Linked DNA regions of Mus musculus: region 2 is linked to region 1. Evidence: chromatin contacts called from public Hi-C data. All regions are on one chromosome and are shown on one strand. The core of a region is the stretch at or near the end of the contact, and the rest is flanking DNA. Distances in the headings are between cores, read along the strand shown.

Region 1 (2,745 bases), core at 164-2,663:
TCTCTTTGTTTGTTTGGTTTTTGTTTTTGTTTTGTTTTGTTTTGGTGGGGCTTTTTGGTGCTTAGTTTCAGAGAGTTCGAGTACATGAACATCATTGTGGGGAGCATGGAAAAGGTAAAGGTAGGCATGTACTTTGAAGAAAAATTGATGGCTTACATCTTCTTCACAACCATTAGGGAGTGAGAGACAGATACTGAGGTATGTATAGGCTTTGAAACCTAAATCATGGTTCACGGTCATACCTTCTCCAAGGCCATGCCTCCTAATCCTTCCCAAATATTGCCACCAACTGGAAACCAAGCAGTCAAATATATATACGCCTATGAGAGTTATTCTCATTCAAACTCCCAAAGACTTCTTCCATTGAACCTGGAGTTTCCCAATTCTGCTCAACAGGCTGGCCTAACAAGATTCTCAGAAACACTTAAGTCCATCTTTCATAATTGGGATTACAGACATATACTTCCATGCCTGGATTTTACATGACTATAATACACTAAACTTAGTTCTTGGTAGCAAGGACTTTACCAATTGAGATGTCTCCTGAGCCTCCATAATAATAATTTATTTGCAAATAAAATTTTTCTTTATAAAACTATCCCTATTAAAGCCTTGCTAAAAGGAAGACAATATTGGACTCAAGAGAAAAGAAAATGACGGAATACTATAACCTCAATCCTTTTTCCATAATTGAGGTAAGTTGAGAGGAAACATAACTGTACTGAGGCCAATGTTGAATATTAGAATCTGGATAGAAAAATATAAACAAAGTGAAGCTTCAGTCTTTGTTCTATCATGGAAATAAACTTTTGAGAAAATGCATTTTAATTTTTAGTTGTGACGGCTAATGAAGCCCCACCAATTCAAGTGATAAACTGAAAATGACTTCTTTCCCCCTTACCAGTGTGGTATTCATGGACATTTATGTTTACTTTTGAAGTAACAAGCAGCTTAATCCTACTTTGCTGAGCTGTATGTTGTTACACAGCATGTGAAGTAGGCATTGCAGTTCTGTGCCTCAGGTGCTCTTTGTAAATGCAAAGTACTGCAGGTCACAGGTGAAACATGGATTGATGTGACCATGAGTCCTGTGAAAAAAAGCACAGCCTTTCTGTGTGTTCATGGATAACTTGGAACAATAGGCACACACATGTACAGAAAGTTTACAATAGCATTCTATATCTTGAGCCATATATTCTATCATTTACATGTTTGAATTCTTTACAGAATGTTTGATCTGTTAAACATCTTCCATCCGTCTATCTTGTCAACTGCATCTTTTGAAGAGAATGGCTGTGAGATCAATGCCATCTTGTCATTCCTCCTTTTCTTGTATACATAGCAGAAGGAGGATAGAGGACTCTGAAATGGCAGTTCTGCTTGGATGCCCGAGTAGCTGGAAAGTGCTAGGCTGTGACTATGTTGCTAGGAAGCTGCTGCTGTTCTCTCAGTACAAATCAGCCACTCCTTCCAGTCGATCAGATAAACAGCCTTGTTGGGCTAGCTAGGGATTTTGCCTTCCTGAGCATATTTAATCAATATGCATAGCCTTTCTTACCATCCTACCTTGTCCTGTACTTCTATATTTCTTCTTTGATAAGAAATAATCATATAGAATTACAGAAAAGATGATTTCAAAGAGGAAAAAATCCCTCCCATGTTTTTCTCATTCACATAAGCATTGTCTGTCTTAGAACATAATCTTTTCCTCTCAGAATCCATTACACAGAAGGATTTTTCTCCTTTTCCTTCTTTCTTTTTTTAATTCTCTTACCCAAGAAAGGTGTCTGCAATTGAGTCAAAATTATTCCACTGAAGCCTCAGGGCAGCTGCTAGTGTTAAGTGGGTGAGTCATAGAGTGGTCCTTGAATCTTAGCAAGTGGTGGTGCTTGTGGCACATTCTGCTTCCACAACTCACTCTCAGGGAAAGAGGAAGATAACGTAGGGGAACGCTTCTGACAAATATACAGAACAAAAGAAATGGATGACACTGTGGTGTGCTGGCTGTAGCTTGCCGTACAGTCTAAGCTGCAGTGCTCATCCACACAGGTTTCTGCTTGGTTCAAAGGAACATTTGGAAGGAGGACTATATCCCTAGAAATACAGAATATGTAAGCAAGAAGTTTAGCTTTTAATTTGTTTAATTTATATAAAGGTCACCATATTCCATAGAACATTCCCAAGACATTAATGAGTACAGACTCACTAATATTTGCAGATAACCAACCACTAATCCAATATTGAAGTTGAATTAGTTAGAGTTAAGAAGACAAAGTCTCCACCTCTGCAGGGCAGACTACATTCAAAATATCACAGTTTAAGAAAGTAATTTATTGATAAATATATTGTAAATGACAATATTTTATAATAGTTTTTTAACTCTTTACAACTGCTTACACAGAACTCACATCACAAGAGTCCATATCAACTAATCCATCCAATCTATTGAGTTCTGGGACTGTGGGCTTTACTGGGCATAGGAATTTCAGGATCCAGAGCTTGCCTATGAAACTTGTTAACTGATCTTGGACAGATCACTCTTCCCAAGCACATTATTCCCAGACAGAAAGGAACGGCACCACAGGCTAAAGCAACGCCCTCAGAACCCAACTCCTTCTCTTCATGTCTCTACCCTCCTGCCATTCTGTGGAGAGTCACATACAATGCCGCAAACAACATATTAAATAGTTTGCTACGTTCCAAGGACCATGATGAGCCTGACATGACCCTGAAATAGAAATCCTC
Region 2 (2,745 bases), core at 121-2,620, 120 kb before region 1:
ATAAAAAGCTAGAGAGCAAATTAATATGTTAATACTAAAGATTAGTTTTATAATTGTCCTTTATTTATTTTGTTTTTAACTGAGTACTGAAACCTAAGCTTAAGGTAATACAAATTCGCATGTTCTATAAACGGAAAGTCATTTTTTGCATTATAAAAGAGCAATGGTTTTTAAACTAGCATATGCTAATTCAGAAATACATGTACAGCACCTGCTCTGCTGTGACCGAACCATCTGTTTAATGTTACAAAATATCTTAGGGCCTTCACTGAATATAAAAGGTATATTTAGTCTATGCTTTTCACCTAGGCAGCTCATGTTCTCTAGGGACAGGTTGGGCAGGAAGGACCAGTCCCCTCCAGTGGGCTAAGGGTATTGTTATAAGAATATTTACACATCATTCTCAGAGAAAAAAGACCTCAGAACACTACAGAGGTTTAAGCGTACAGGTAAACAAGCAACCCAGCTCTATCCATTTTTTAAACATCTGTGTTGTATTAATGGAAGATTTCCAGATTAGTAAAAACACCGTAGGGCGTCTCTCCACACCAACCTAGTGGAAAAGGTTGCAAAAGGCCAAGGGGAGGGGAATCACAACCTAAAATCACAATTCCAAGAATGCAACCCATGACTATCCCACCAGAAACTCTACACTGCATCGTTTTTATTCCGCCCATCCAAAAGCTTATGATCGCCTTATCGCCACCCCATTAGGGAGAATAAAATGAAGGGAGGCGACATATATGTACCACCGTGCGGGCACATACACGTACGTGCACGGGAAGCGGTATATATATGCTTGGACCTCTCCATCATGCTGTGCGTGCCTGTGCATGGAGGGCGACTCCGCAGCGGCCGCGGGGACGCTTCCCTTGGGCAGCCCCTGCGCCCTTGACATGACAGCAGCGATCTGTCTCCTCTCCTCCTCGCTCAGCTGGCTCAGGTCCGCCTCCATGCCGGCTGGGATCCCCGGGTGCAGGGCGCTCCCGGAGCCGCCAGCCCCGCCTGCGGCCGCCGCCAACCCTTCGGGGAGCCCTTCCCCTTCCAAGCTCGCCTCGTTGCCCATGGCTCGGCGGGACACGTCCCGGTGCAGAAGCCCGCGGCCGTCCGAGCCCCGCCAGCCGGGGTCCGCCCCGGGGCGTGCAGGCTGCCCAGCCCTGGGGGCTCCGCGCCCTCCCGGCTGCCTGGGGAAGTGGGGCGAGCTCAGACCAGTCCGCAGGCTGTGCCGGCGCCGGGCAGCTCCTCCATGTTGGACAGCGCCAGGGAAGCTTCTCACGCCCTGTCTCCCGGTTGCCTCCTCAGCGCCGGAGCAGCCCAGAAGCAGCGGAGCTCGGCCAGCCCCGCGCCGACGGCCCCGCCCCGCGCCCCGCCCCCTCGCCGCGCCGGTACTGCGCGTGCGCCGCCCCGAACAGGTGATGTCCGCCACGCCTACCCGCCCTGCGTCGCATCGCGCGTAGACGCCTAGACACCGACTTAAAGGCACCAGATGATGCCATGCTAAAAGGCCCGGCGAACTGCGGACACTTCCTTCAGGCATATAGCAGGATGCCTCAACCTGAGTTTTCGCGAGCTCAATTTAGGGGGAAAAGAGCGGAAGGGGTTATGTCTGCAGCTCTGCCTCTTGGGATTTGTAGTTTCTTTTTCTTCCCCCCGCCCCCCTTCACCTCCGAATCCTCCCAAGGGACTGTGAAAGGATTTATAAAATTTCCTAAGAAAGATTCTGGTAACTAAAGATGAGGGAGAAAGAATCCGTCTAGTTTTTAAAGAAAATTTCCCAATATGAGATGAAATGGCCTTTATCTTAGAGAGCTTTACCAGAACAATTAGGTTGACTTTTTCAAAGTGATACATTAGTAAATTGGGAAAATTTTTTGAATGCTTGCACCTTGCGCTGTTTCCTCAACTACACCAATGGAAAGAATTATGGGAAATTGCTCGCCAAGGGAACAACAAATTTTGAAGTCTGTTGCTTTTATGTAAAACTTCTAAGTCATGGTTTCAAGTCTTGTCCATCCATTTTATTATTTCTAATTTAACAAATGTAAAAAGAGAAAAATCTCAGTAGATAAATCTCGTTAATCACACAGCTGCTTAACAACAAAGCTGTCTATATTTTCAGCACCCCACCACCATACTTCTTACTTCTATTCTAGAGTAATTATTCCAATTATTGCTGAGTCTGAAACTCAAAATTTGCTATGTAATGTTTTCTTATAAAGTGTTAAGTCTCAACTTTTAAGCTTAAAGAGATCAAAAGCTAAGAATAAGAAACTGAACTAATACACAGATATGAACATGATCTCACAAGATACATTTCCAAGTTTTGACAAAATTCTTATCTATGAAGTAGGTTCAAACCTTCTACTTTTAAAATAGAAAATTGGCACAGTTACAAAACAATCTGTGTCTAACATTACTAGAGTTAATGACAGCTACTCAACAGAGGAAATTGCATTATTTGTTATGTCACTGGAAACTGATTGACTTTTTGATTCTTTCATAATATATTAGGGATGTGACTTCCAAAGTCAGAGCTTCAAGTCATTCATTAAGATAAAGAGAATGTTTTCACAAACAAATTAAGCCCAAACAATCAGACTTTCTGATAGTCCTACAGGCAAATAGAATATGTGAATATTTTAAAAGGGGAGTTTACTTCAAAAAAGGACATAATTAGGCAAAAATCCTGCATCTTGTAGTATTTCTCTTTCAGAACCAGCAATTGCATGGACATCGCATGGAAAT

The links. A called contact is a pair of places that touch in the nucleus more often than the background predicts.
Region 2: a Hi-C map of cortical neurons shows a contact between it and region 1, with 2.9 times the contacts expected there. The contact joins the promoter of Pclo here to the enhancer-like site in region 1. A contact is called at or near these places in 2 of 39 promoter capture datasets (hippocampal neurons and stem cell-derived epiblast-like cells), 7 of 484 Hi-C or Micro-C datasets (the AtT-20 cell line, cerebellar granule neurons, cerebral cortex and 2 more) and 2 of 115 datasets of contacts at active chromatin or transcription factors (astrocytes and neural progenitor cells).

The regions. Positions count from the first base shown.
Region 1 is chr5:14,391,114-14,393,858 of GRCm38.p6, reverse strand. No RefSeq gene overlaps it. Among named protein-coding and RNA genes, the nearest start is that of Pclo, 120 kb to the left of the region's middle. Within about 2 kb of position 1,413, at least 4 of the 459 cell types and tissues checked have an H3K27ac peak or open chromatin away from gene starts, as enhancers often do. A contact at or near this core is called in cortical neurons, where this site is marked.
Region 2 is chr5:14,513,543-14,516,287 of GRCm38.p6, reverse strand. Pclo (piccolo (presynaptic cytomatrix protein)) reads right to left here and starts at 1,370. Exons shown (of 25, transcript NM_011995.4): 1 at 828-1,370. The coding sequence starts at 1,066.